2 separate regions of the Mus musculus genome follow, and region 2 is linked to region 1. A link is a contact called in public HiChIP or PLAC-seq data. All regions are on one chromosome and are shown on one strand. Each heading gives the region's core, a stretch centred on a gene start, on an enhancer-like site or on the middle of the called end of the contact. The rest is flanking DNA. Distances are from core to core; before and after follow the strand shown. Region 1 holds the start of Lhx3 (LIM homeobox protein 3). Region 2 overlaps Nacc2 (nucleus accumbens associated 2, BEN and BTB (POZ) domain containing).

Evidence for each region. HiChIP or PLAC-seq counts read pairs in DNA pulled down with a chosen protein or histone mark.
Region 2: a contact with region 1 is called in an H3K27ac HiChIP or PLAC-seq map of embryonic stem cells, with 6 read pairs. The contact joins the enhancer-like site here to the promoter of Lhx3 in region 1. A contact is called at or near these places in 1 of 39 promoter capture datasets (neural stem cells), 4 of 115 datasets of contacts at active chromatin or transcription factors (double positive thymocytes, embryonic stem cells and stem cell-derived neural progenitor cells) and 4 of 9 other capture datasets (adipose tissue, liver, macrophages and 1 more).

What each region holds. Positions count from the first base shown.
Region 1 is chr2:26,203,209-26,209,777 of GRCm38.p6, forward strand. Lhx3 (LIM homeobox protein 3) reads right to left here and starts at 3,367. Exons shown (of 6, transcript NM_001039653.2): 1 at 3,137-3,367; 2 at 742-913. The coding sequence starts at 3,230. It overlaps Qsox2 (quiescin Q6 sulfhydryl oxidase 2), which reads right to left. Exons shown (of 12, transcript NM_001302956.1): 12 at 5,916-6,569.
Region 2 is chr2:26,051,954-26,058,522 of GRCm38.p6, forward strand. Nacc2 (nucleus accumbens associated 2, BEN and BTB (POZ) domain containing) reads right to left here. Exons shown (of 6, transcript NM_001037098.1): 6 at 3,583-6,569. Among named protein-coding and RNA genes, the nearest start is that of Ubac1, 33 kb to the left of the region's middle. Within about 2 kb of position 3,313, at least 41 of the 459 cell types and tissues checked have an H3K27ac peak or open chromatin away from gene starts, as enhancers often do. A contact at or near this core is called in embryonic stem cells and neural stem cells, where this site is marked.

The DNA.
Region 1 (6,569 bases), core at 2,117-4,616:
GGGCTCCTTCGCCTGGAGCGGGTCTCAAAGCAGCCAGCTCCCAGCGCCCGAGGTGCGGTCAGGAAGACTCCATCAGCCCCGTCTGTCCTGCAGCCTCCGCAGAGCCACAGTACCTTGGGTAGCAAAATCTGCTTCTTGATGTTGGGAAAGATGGGTCTAGAGGGCCACGACTTTACCTGAGTCAGTTCCCTCAGCTCCAAGAACCTGAGCTTCCCACATCCCAGACATTTAAGGAACAAAAACACATTTTAAGAGGGAGAGTAAGTCTCATACAATTCTACAAATTTGGGTTAATTTTGTTTTAACCTAACAACTGCTTTTATGGATTATAAAACAAACTACTGTAAAAAGTAATAATGTTGGGGCTGCAGATTCGGCTGGGCTGGGTGGTTAAGAACACTGACTGCTCTTCCAGAGGGTCTGAGCTCCATTCCTAGCACTCACAGTCATTTGTAATTCCAGTTGCGGGGAATCCGATGCCCTTTCAATCTTCTGAGGACACCGGGAATGTATGCGGTGCACAGTATGAATATGTAGCCACTCACATATATACACATAAAATAAAAAAATATTTTTAAAGATGTCACGGGAAACCCAAACCTGAGCTTGGCCAGACTTCAGGGTGCCCTATTTGGGTAGGGACCTAGGTATGGCGCTCACCCGCAGCCTGTTTTCTGCCAACCCTGCCCTCTTCTACTCTTCCCCAACTGTGAAAGCAATTCGGCAGCCCAGCCAGCTTACTTAAAGAAGTCGTCTTTGCAGTAGACGCTCTCCCCGCGGCTGAAGCAGCGCTCAGCCAGAGGGACGTGGCAGTCACTGCACTTGAGACACTTGCTGTGCCAATGTCGGTCCAGAGCCTTAAGGATGAAACGGTCCAAGATGTGCTGGTCACAGCCTGCACACATCGGGATCTCTGTGGATACAAGAATAAGCCAGGTCATGGGACCACAAACAATGAGCGATGGCCTTTTCATCAGCTTGGTCAGCCTGCAGGCCTTAGGGGTGTGCAAGGATCGGCTTTTCTGCCACTGTCTCCTGTAGGCATTTGGGGCCACCGGGCTCCCCAGTGAGAGTAGTGCTCAGGTACTGTATCCTGCAGCATCCCTCAGTCGCACTGCAGCCAAGGGAAAGTGAAATAGGTATAGAAAGGTGTCCACAGCAGGAAAGTGACTGGGCTGTCCTGTAAGCTCTACAAAGTGCCAGTGCCAGACAGGTCATGTCCATCTCAAACGAAAACCCCACTCTTGGGGTGATCTGGAAAGCCGGGGGAAAAAAGAAGAAAGAAAGAAAGAAAGAAAGAAAGACATGTCCTTATCAGCAAGGGCAAAAGACCACACATGGAACTTCATCGCCTTTGCAGAGTTCCAGCAAAGTGAGGCTGTCCAGCGCTGGCCCCTGCCTGAGGTATGAATAGGTGGATGCTGTCCTCACTTGAATGGCAGCAGGTATTTATGAGTTCATTGGCTATGGTTTTTTGAACACACACATATGCTTTCATATGTATGTATGTATGTATGTATGTATGTATGTATGTATGTATGTATATGTGAGAGATCTGCTGTTAAGGTGTGAACTGCAGTGCACGGTAGATGACTTCAACTCTCTACACCACCAATTCTTCTAGCATCTGAGTTCTCATCCCCCAAAGACTGCAGGCCTCAGGGAAACTGGGTGGGAAAAATCTAAAGGTGTAATCTCGTCTTAGGGGCTGGTGGGATAAGACTGGTTCATGGGATAAGGAGATCCCCGCCATTTAGGAAAGGTTACTAGAAAAAGGAGATGCATGTGCAGCACCCAGGGCCCACTCACTTCATACCCACACAAGTGTCTTTACATCTCTAGCTGCAAACAACTAGCTTCAGGCTGGCCTCCACTGGTGGGAGGAATTAGAAAAGGACTGCCCCACCTCCCTCCAGCACTGGGCACAAGCCTGCGATGGATGCTGTCCCACCCTGAGCAAAACCACATCTCCAAGTGTGGACGTGGAGATCGACTGTAGCTGTACCAGAGCACCACCAGAGCCGTCGTAAGGCCACAAGGATACCCAGAAGAGAGTGAGGTGGCTAGACAGGCCAAACACTGCAAATTCAGCACCCAGGCACGGACAGCGCCTCGGCCAAGAAGCCCACAGCAGGGACACGGGGACACCCGCTTCCTACAAAAGCCGTCGCCACCGTCAAGCCTCCCAGTGAAGCCACCCTCGATCTCCTCTTGCTTACGTGGCATGGTGAACTCCAGTCTCAGTACAGTTTCCTACACAGAGTTGGAGGGCCCAGTGGAGCCTCGGGAGCCAACAGTGCTCTAGCAAGCCTCACAGAACTCTCTCTGGAGCCTAGCTTACCAAGCTTTCCTCCCTCCCTTTCTCATCCCCCCTCCCATCTCTTCCTCCCAGCTCCTGCGGGTAACCCATCCCATAAACCATTGGAAAATAAATAAATAAATAAATAAATAAATAAATAAGCAAGTAGGCCATATCCGATACCCCCAGTCTGCATAGAATCCTTTTCCCACTTGCTTCGACAGACCTTCTGCCAGCCTAACTTCCTCTTTTCCTATCCTGTTATACTCTCAGCTTGAAAACGGAGAGCGCTTTTATTCCCCAGAACCAAAGCCCTGCAAAAAGACTGGTACGATCAAGAAACTGGGGGCCCGGACAAGTTCCACTTTTCCCTGTAATCGCGTCTTGACCACCAGCCTAGTGGTAAACTGCCGGTGCAGACACTAAGACTCGACTCAGGGGAGATGAGTTCAGCATGACCCAGACCTGATCTCGCTGAAAATGGGGGGAAAGGAACTGAGTGAAGGCAGTTCCTAAGGAGAAACTCCTGCTCCCTGATTCCTGAGTCCTGAAACATCTTCACATGCTCCCTCCAGCTCAGGGGCCTCAGCCAGCTCAGAGCTGCAAAAGGTCTCCTAAACCGTTCCTGGATCACCAAGGGCTCCCAAAGCCAGGACAACACAGCACCAGGAGGGCCACACACTTTGGAGGTTTGAGATGCCTTTGCTTAGCCATGTCAGAGCCCCTCAGACACACCCTTGTCCAGATACCTTGGCTTCTGCTGGCCTCCGCACAAGGGCCAGAAAAAGCCGAGGACATCTGGGCCTGTTCAGTGCAGCCTCTCCGTCGGGCACCCACCTCGGCGCAGGTCAGCCCTTCGCGCCAACAACGCCAGCAGCAGGTCTCCGCCCGCGGATTCCCGGGACGGGTCCAGCTCCCCGCGAGCTTCCATGGGGCCAGGTGCCTGGTGCTGCCGCCCTCCGACCCTGAACTTCCCCTGGGTCTGGCGAGGCCACCGTTGCAGGGACTCCGAGCTGGCGTCGGAGCGACTCGTGTCGCTGCTGGGCGCTGTGCCCACGGGAGGCCTCTGGGCGCCAAGCCTCGGGCCCGCGGAGGGCGGAGCGGTGGGGGGCGGGGCCGCGGGGCGGGGCTGGGCCGGGGGTCGCAGAGACGCTCCCGGGGCCACTGGAGGCCACTGGAGACTGTGCACCTTTCAGCCGGAACCGAGGTGCCTAGAAGCCGTCTGGCTTGCACTTCCCGAGGACGGAGACAGCGCAGTAACCACTCAAGGCTTCCTACAGATGCTCGCCCCTGCCCCAAGCAAGTTCGCTAAGCCTCCCGGAAGGCTGAGGTCCCGAGGGAAGCGGCAGGGAGGGAACTGCGTTCTCTTTGCTCACGTTTAGACTCTGAACCGGAGCTGGACAGCATTGAGACCACACCTGGTCAGCAGAAGGGCAACCTGATAGCCATCGCGAGGGAACGTGGTGGCAAAGAAGCCACAGTAGAGCTACGAGGAGCTCGATTTGAAGGTCCCCCAACTCTGACACTCTGGACCCCACCACTAGAAGTGCCTCCTGGAGCCAGTACAGCGAGAAGGAACGATTCTTAGGACCTCAGATCCGGTGTCCTCTGCGGGAACACACCAAGACTCTAGGCCAGAAAAGGGTTGAGCTGCGGAAGCCCTGAGATCTACCCTTACTTCCCCACCCCAATTCCTTAGAACAATCCCTGCACCTGGATTTCCACATCTCATCCCCATTCGAACAGGTGAGCCCACCAGAACCCATCATCCTATCCTTGCATGAGCCCTCACTGAGGGCTCCTACTACCCAGCCAGGAGACAGCGCCAGACCTATGCAGTTCCTGGTAGGAACTAGAATCCAGCAGGGTATAGTGCCCTGGTAACAATTAGGGACACCCTAGAAGTGTTTGCAGAATCAGCAGGTTGCTGCCACCCTCCTGGTTCCTCTTCTTGTCCTGTTCTGCCTCCATCCCTAGGACTGTGACCGATCAGACCCCAGAATGGGAAGGATGAATGAAAGAACGCAAGATTCTCCACTTGGTCCCAGCACAGCTGCTGCCTCGGAAAGAGCCCTGTGCCTGCAGCCGTCCCTTCATGTTGCTCTGTACTTGTTATTCCGAGGTCAGGGAACACTAGCTTGGAGTGAAATGGGTGCTGGGTGAGCTGAGATGTGAGCCATTGAGTGTCAGCTGCTGCAGAGGGCAGTGGGGCGGGGGCCATGTATGGCTAGACTAGGGAAGGGGCGGCTCCACACTGTTGGGCATCTGGCTTGCCGCCAACAATGCCTCCATTATTTCCCAACGTCCGTGGCAGTGAAATGGCCCTTGGGGAATCAGAGTTCAAGCGGGAGACTTGGCCTGGGGATTCTTGCTGCAAGCCAAAGCAGTTCTGGAAGCTGTGGGACATTCAATCTCTAGGACCAGCCCCAGGCCTTTCTGGTCACTGTTGACCCTGTAGCTTTCCTGTTCTCCTGCCTGCTGTCACCTTGTACTTTTTTTCTCCGCAGTCACTCCCTCCTGGTCACCCCTCTGCATTCTGTCTCTTCTCTTTTTCCTGCCTGGCATGGAGACTTGTAGGTTGCAATGGCTCTTACCTGGAGTCCTGCTGAAGGTACAGAGGGCAGAAGCTCCAGGGGCACCGGGCCTCTCTCGGTGGCAATCGAGTTCTGCTTCTAGCAGCATGGCAGTCACTAATCCAGTGGTTCGTGCGGGGTGTTCCTGGAAGTGCTGGACCTCTTTCAGGCCTTGGCCCACTCGCTGGGCTGGCGCTGTCCGCGGTGCTGAAGGAGGCACCAGCGTGCTGGGGACCTTCACAAGCCTGCCCCGCCCCTCCTCTGTCCCCGCCCTTGGCCCCTTCCAGGCCTGGGCAGGCGGAGTCAGGCTGGCGTCACTCTAGGGCTGGGTCTGACTAGTTTATAATTCGAGGTAGCCTTTTCTCTGGACCTTCCTTTACCTGTTACAGAGTAGCATAGTGGCTCCAACTTGCTGTCGTGGGCTCTGGGCCTTGGCTAGAGGTGCCACGTTCATAGTACTCAGGTTTGGGAGCCTCTGAGCTGTTAGCCTGGGACTGCACTCCTCACCCACTCCGTGGAATAGATTCTGGGTCCAAAGGCCTTTTGCTTGCAGGCACAGGTCAGAAGCCTCCAACTACGAACTCAACCACCTGCATCCAGTACTCTGAAGGCAGATTTTAGTCCCTTTTCTCCAACCCCTATTTCCAGAAAAGGCTCATGCATGCAAACCCACCAGCTACTGAAGAGCTGAAGGGTCCTGAGCAGAAGTTCCCAGGTGCCTGCAGGGCAATCTGCCCCAGGCTGGGCACAGATGGGAGGGAAATTTGGTGAGAGGCTCAACAGCTTTCTAGTTGACTGGCTGGTCCTCCCAGGCTCTGTGGGTTCAGAGACAATCTGAGGATGCAGGTCTCAGCATAGTCCATTCTCTCTTCACTATCTGCCTGACCTTTAGGCTGTCTTCCCGAATGCCTCTAGTTTATTTATACAAAAAATTCTTAGAACTTCAGAGTTGTGTCTGCAAACTAGATGGGAGAAAAGGGTTTGGAGAATTCCCTGAATCCAGCTTTACATAAAGCTGCTCACATTTCAAAAAACTGAAACAACTTTACTAAATGTCAAATTTCTTTATTCTTACAATGTGCACATTAGAGTTTACTTAAATACAAAATGTACCCCTTAAGAAATTTCATTGACATTTTCATGCCAATTGCTTTTTACTCAAAATCTTTGCATTAAAAAATAAATAAACATTTAAATTACTGAACTATTCTAGATATTAATCTTAATACCTCTCATAAAACTTCAGACTTTAAAACAGACCTTACACTTGGCCCAAAGATGGGTCCCTGGAGGGATGCAAGCCTTTTCACTGCAGAATGAACAGTTCAAACAGGGATGTCCGTGGCAAGCTTGTCCCCCAGAAGGGATGACCTGGGACTGTACAAGAGCAGCTGAAAGTAGGATCTGCCCAGAGTGGGCTTCTGCAAACATCAGCCACGCCAGGCACTGTGGGGTGCTATGGCAGCCCCAGGGCCACCCTTCGGGCTCAGACATTTCACTGGAGCTGTCCTTAAATAGGCCCAATTCTCAAGCTGACAGACCAGGAGTGTTCATCCTTGGAAACACCTAACGATGATCTGGGCTTGTTTGTTTTTAAGCACAGGACTCCAGGTTTCAAAGAAGAAACTTCCTCCACAGGGAAGTGAGGCAGGAGGTTCACGTGGCTGAGTCTGGCCATCTGCCCCAGCCAAGGTCTG
Region 2 (6,569 bases), core at 2,063-4,562, 150 kb before region 1:
AGGGTGAATATGATGAGAATACATTATCATAATGAAACACATTATTATATGTAATTCATATGTGCCAATAAAAGAGACCAGAGTGCCATGGATAGGTGCTTCTGGGATGACTTCCGCTCTTGGGGTGACACACATCACATTTTTTTGAGTAATTTATTTATGTGTATGAGCACTCTATTTGCACATATATCTGCATGACAGAAGAGAACATCAGGCAGAAGAGAACTCAGGACTCCTGGATGAGCATCCAGTGCTTTTTATTTTTATTTTTATTTTTATTTTTATTTTTATTTTTATTTTTATTTTTATTTTTTGGTTTTTGGTTTTTCGAGACAGGGTTTCTCTGTATAGCCCTGGCTGTCCTGGAACTCACTTTGTAGACCAGAACTCAGAAATCCTCCTGCCTCTGCCTCCCCGAGTGCTGGGATTAAAGGCGTGCGCCATCACAGCCCGGCTGCAATCAGTGCTCTTAACCACTGAGCCATCTCTCCAGCCCAGGGTAACATATGTTTTTAATTATATTTCTTGAGCAAGAGAAACAAATGGCCCAGAGTCTGCTTGGGAATCAGAGGACAACTTGCTGACGTCAGTTCTCTACTTCCACTGTGTGGATTCCAGGGATTGAATTTAGGTCATCAGGCATGGCAGCAAACACCTTTACCTACTCACCAGCCCTCCTGAGATCATCTCTGCTCCTGAGACAACCCCAGGATAGAACCACATACACACTCGGGCCACTCCCCATAGAAACCTTACCCTGCTCCTGCCCAGACAGCTGCCACGGTCCCTGAGGAGGCAGCCTGCTTTGTTTGAATTCCGTCTTCCTCCTCCCCATAAATCAGTTAAGGATCTGCGAAGACTGGCACCAGCTTCATGGCCAGGAATGCTTGAGTCCAAGTATGGGAGCAGGGGTCTGGCTTAGTGTCCCTGCAGGCTCTGGATTCTCTCAACTCCCAAGTCGTCCAGGCACTGAGCTCCTCCCATTCAGCAAAGAGCCTGCTGCACCTCCTTCTGAGCCTGGTCTCTTTGGTTCTCTCTGAGCTCTAGGACCCCAACCGAGGTGGTAAATGTCCAAGGTCAATGTGGTAGTTTCATCCTTCTGTAGGGGCAGAGACCTCCCTGCTTTCAGTACTAGATCCTTGAATCCACCTCCTCCCCTCAGCCCTTCTGCAGAAGCCCGTGGGGATCCAGGTGACCTTCTGGGGTTGGGAGCTGGAGCCTTAGGACAGTGCACAAAGCAGGCCTGCCTCTCCTACTGCTGCATGGCTCTGCCCTAGTTCTGAAGCTCCTCTGCCCTAACTGATGAAAAGGAAGGGAGCCCTCTGCTTTCCAACTGCTGCCCAGTCCTCACAGCTCCCTCTCCTTATGTAAGTACACTGTATGCAAGTACGCTGTAGCTGTCTTCAGACACACCCAAAGAGGGTGTCAGATTCATTACAGATGCTTGTGAGCCACCATGTGGTTGCTAGGATTTGAACTCAGGACGTTCAGAAGAGCAGTCAGTACTCTTAACCGCTGAGCTATCACTCTAGCCCCCCTCCTTTTCTTTCCTTTTCTTTTCTTCCTTCCTTCCTTTCTTTTCTTTTTTGTTGGTTTCTCTGAGTCCTAGCCATCTTGGAACAGTCTCTGGAGACCAGGCTGGCCTCATACTCACAGAGACCTGCCTGCCTTTGCTGGGATTAAAGCCATTCATACCCTCCCATCTCCTCACTTTCCTCTCGTTTGTGAAGGTCCCTCGATAAGTGGCCCATGACCTTTCACAGGCAGAGTTGTAATGGCAGCGAGAATCCTTTCGCCTTGGTAGGGATGGCTCTGTCCAAAGCCACATTAAGGTCCCTCTTAGACTGGTAGGGAAGGGCTGGCCCTCCTGTGAGCAATGCAGGAGTATGGGACTTAAGGACTTAACTGGGTCTATCATGTCCCCCAAGCCCACCTTCTGCTTGGACCAAAAGGCCGGGCAAAGCCAAGAACCTGCTAAAACACCAGCTTCCTCCTTAAAAGGGTAAGGACAAGGGATGGAAGGGGCTGTGCACACACGCAAGACACTGATACACATTTCCTGAGCATAGCAGATTTTGTCAGAGGCTTCCAGGTCACAGGGTCAAACCCCTAGTGGCACTTCACAGCCTTCTCTTTCTTGGAAAGCCAGAATGACTCTGGCATTTGACATGCACTGAGTGACCAATTTCAAAGTTCCTGTTAAGACAAAACCTGTCTTGCATCAATACTCCCTGACCCCCACAGGCCTTGGGGCCTTCTGGCCTATGCCCTTTCTGGTTCCTTAACAGTCAAAGTGCATGGCTAAGAATCCAGCCTGAGTGGATGAAGGCTAGGTGGGGGTGGTGGCTGCAGAGGTAGGGATTTTAGAGCCAGGGTAATATGTCCTGAAAAGGGATGTGTCTCTATTGTTCCCCCACCCTGCCCCTCCCCTGAATGTGGGCATGGATCCATTGACTCTGGACCAAGCTGGAGTTGGTGGTAGGATGTAAAAGGGGGGGGGCTTAATGCTCACCTCTCACACCTGTGTCCTTGTTCTTTGAGCATTTGGATGGGGACAGGGTGGGAGCATTGAGGCTCCCATAGGAGATGGCTCTGGATGAGCCTAAACCAGTATCCTACCTCAAACACTCCTTTAAGAGGGCGATTGAGCTGGGTGATGGTGGACAACTTTAATCCCAGCACTCGGGAGGCAGAGGCAGGTGGATTTCTAAGCTCAAGGCCAGTCTGGTCTACAGAGTGAGTTCCAGGAGAGCTGAGGCTGCACAGAGAAACCCTGTCTCAGAAAAGGGGTGGGGGAGAGAGAGAAGGAAGACGAAGAAAGGAAGAGGAAGAAGGAGAGGAGGGGGAGGAGGAGAGTGACCATGCTGTGCTGGACAGGGCTCCAGGACACCTTTTTCTGGGGACATATACATGGCACAGACCTACTAGCTCCAGATGAGACAAAAACAAACAAACACAGGTGAGTTAGGGAATCTATCTCGAACTCCACAGAGCAGGTAGTATGAAGCATAGAAAGGGAGCCAGAGATTGGGATCCCATCAGGTAACCAAAAGTGGCCCTGGGGAAACCCCTCACGGGCTGCAAAAGCATGAGCAATAAGGTTCAGAAGGGAGTCATCTTTAGTAATGGGACGTACAGAGTCAGGGTTCAGGGTAAGACCCCAGAGGCTGCTTCCAGGACCCTCTTCCGAGACTCATGTTAAAGCCTGCTCACCCACGGCAAGGGAAGAACAGCTGCCAGGCCTAAACCCAGAACCCCAGTGCAGCCCAGATAAGCTCCACCCACATGCAATTGTCCCTCTGCCCACTTGGGGGCAGGCCTGGCCAAGGGGAGGGGACATAGGGAGCCACACATCCAAAGGAGGGAGGGCAGGTGGGCCAGATGAAGAGGAAGAGCCATTTTGTAGACAATACATTGAATAAAACCATTACTCAGTCTAGGCAGTGGCACCCTCATATCTCTCTCAAATAGCGACTTTTTGGGGACAGGCAGCCCCATGTTCTTCCACAGCTAAATCTCTTCCCAACTTCTCTCCAATACTGTGTCCCCATTCCCACTGGTCAAGCAAAGGTCAGGAAAGCTGGGTTTGAATTGACTTTATTATTCTGTAAATGTGAACTTTACAAAGCGCCTTACAGTTAACGAGAACATCCTTTTGTCATGGATTTCCACTTCTGAAACAGCTCTGAGCACAGGCTCAAAGCTCTAGGGTTTCCCTGGTCGGCTTGCGGACATAGCTGTGTTTGTTTGTTTTATTTTTTGTTGTTGTTATAGATACAATGTTTTCAGCCATGGCTACAAAGTAACAGTCTTGTCACTACGGGGGTCACAGCACAGAGAGAGGAGGATGCTGGAGGGACAAAACAAAAGGAAACCAAAAGAAACCAAAAACCAAAGCCTCCTCCTCCCTAAAAAGAAAGCCAAGATGTGGTGTCTGCTCTAGCTCAGTGGTTCTGTGAAGGCCTCCTTAGAGGTAGGGGAGCACTGACTTTATTAACTTAATTCCTAACAGTCATGAATTATGATGCTACTTTAACCCCTGGACAGTGCCTTCAAAACAACCCCCTTCCTCCGGTCCTGTTCTCCAAACATCCCCCTGAAGGGATTAATGTTCTTCTTGCACCCAGAGACACCCAAAATGTTCAAGTCAAAAATATTTATACATTTTATACCGAGTTATCTTTTTGTCTGCTAAAAATAGTATTGCAAATTTTGGCTTCCTTTGACATAAAAATCACAATCGAGCTTGCAGTGAGGGGACCAATGGGACACAAGCAGAGGCTATTCAATCAGAAGGTTTTAGATCCTGCATCCTTTTCCTTTCTAGGAAAACAAAACAAACAAAGCAAACACCTTTGCCACTTTTGAAACACTTTGTACTGAGCCCTTCTTCTAGCAGCATAGGCTGAGCTGCCTGACATGCAGAACCACCCAGCAGCAGCACCTTTCCACGAAGTGAAGTGCGTAAAGCTGACAGATCATGTGCTTGTCGCCATTCCCATCTGGGATCTGCGGCAAGCAGGTTCTAACAGGGTCTTTCGAGTTTTCAGCTGGTTGATAGGCCACCTGCTCTTCCCCAAGTCAGCTAAGAATCACCATCTTTAGGGAACCCAAGCAGAGGACAGTGGGGCAGAGCACAACATGCACTGGGCTTGGGAAGGTCCTGCTGTTGAAGCAGGTAGCAGCAGGCACCCCACAGTCCCTTGGAGGGGACTGGCCCTGTCAGCTTGCCAGCTCTCACAGCCCCTTTCTGCCTTCCTTTAGGTTCTAAACAAACACCACACATCTAGTTTTCTTCGAGGCCCACACCTGCAGTCACACCACAAAGGACCCCTCAGAGTCTCTCCTCAATTGCCTTTCATACATCACTGGCTGCATCTACATCCAAGGGCAAAGTAAGACACCAAATCAGATGTTAGCTGAAGCAACTGGTATAGAAAACAATACAGAATTCAAGTACTGAGACAGCCGGGCAGACAGGCAGCACCTCCAAGCTCACACTATCAGCCCTGTCTCTGGTCCCTTGCCCCAGACCTGCTGTATTCGTCCCAGCTGCCTCAGGGACTATTGTCTGCTCTGGGAGGACATAAGACTCATGGCTGGATCCAGCTCTGTCCCAGTAGCTCCAACCCTATCCAGTCCCGACTGTCGTCCTGGCAAAGATGCTGATGTAGCAATAGTTTCTACAATAGACTCTACATAGTATGTGCATATTGCTAGTAGTCAAGCTAGGAACAGAGGTGTAGACATCTGACAAATGCTGAGAGGCTCTCACCTATAGGGTCTGGACAAGTCAGGGTCACGTGACAGGACAAGACAGCCCCGATTCTGGAATTAGTCATCTTGTAAACAAAGGAGGGAGTCTGGTTTTTTAAATTGGTTTTCCTTGAAAAAAATAATCAAAAGATGCTAAGGCACTCTGGAAGGCCCCTCGGAGCCCAGGCCTGCCACCCGCCTGCCTCGCAGTACATTCAGGATGCAGAGGGAGTGCCCCTCCCCTAAGCAGGTACAGTCATTGGCCATGCATGTCTGCAAACGATCCCCACAACGTCCACAATGGGACACATTAGTGCAAAACGCTCTGTCTGGCCCACCCGGGGCACAGGGAGAGCTCAGAATCCATTCACATTTAATATTATTGAAGTTTTACCTATAGCTCTTGCCTTCCTTACCCAGAACAAAACAGATGGCAATTATAAACACTAAGGGACAGAGGTTGAGGACATTGTGCTAGCCCGAGCAGTGGTCAGGCATTCTGTGCGGCCACTGTTCCTCTAATGGCCAGCGGCACCCTCCCTATGCTGGCCCAGGGTGGGACCATGCTCATCTTGGAGTGGAGGGATGAGAAAGAGCCCTTCTACCACCAACCAAAATAGGTGGGTTTGTCTCCCAAAGGTCCCCAAGGATGGTCAAATTAAAGTGCAAATTTGGGTGGAGGAAGCAGATGAAGGGATATTCCAGAGCGGAAGGGCACAGCCCTGCCCCCAATCCTGCCGTACCCTCTACAGTTCTATGGTCTTCACCCAGCACCAGGAGGGTTTGGTCCAAGTCACTAAAGGGCTGGCTGGGGCTCCAACCTACCTAGGAGTAAGATGGAAATGGGAGAGGTGAGAGGTCCATCTCTGGGCAGCTAGTTCCTGAGCTGGATATTAGCTAGCCTCTGAACCGGCCCTAGGAATGCAGGCCTTGGGTTACCAAGGAGCAGGGGGAGGGGCTCAGCTCAGTTCCCACAGTGCCTGCCATGATGCCCCTTTCCCTCTCCACACCACAGGTCTTCCAAAAGAGGGGAGGGGGAAGATAGGACTATACATGAATTGACGTGTATAGTCAGCACAGTATGGGGTCTCCCTGTGAGGCCCCCAAGACAGGGAATTGCCTGCAAAAAGGAGGCTGTGACACAGAGGGAGTCTAAACTGCACCTCAGGCCTCCTACCCTCCAATGGGGAAAAGACTGCTCTGACTGTGGGCACACAGTGGGGGGTTCATAGGGCAGCAAACTCAAGATGCATAGAGGGATAGGGACGAGACCTTTCAAGTTTGTTATAGTCGGTGTCCTTGGGCACCTCAGC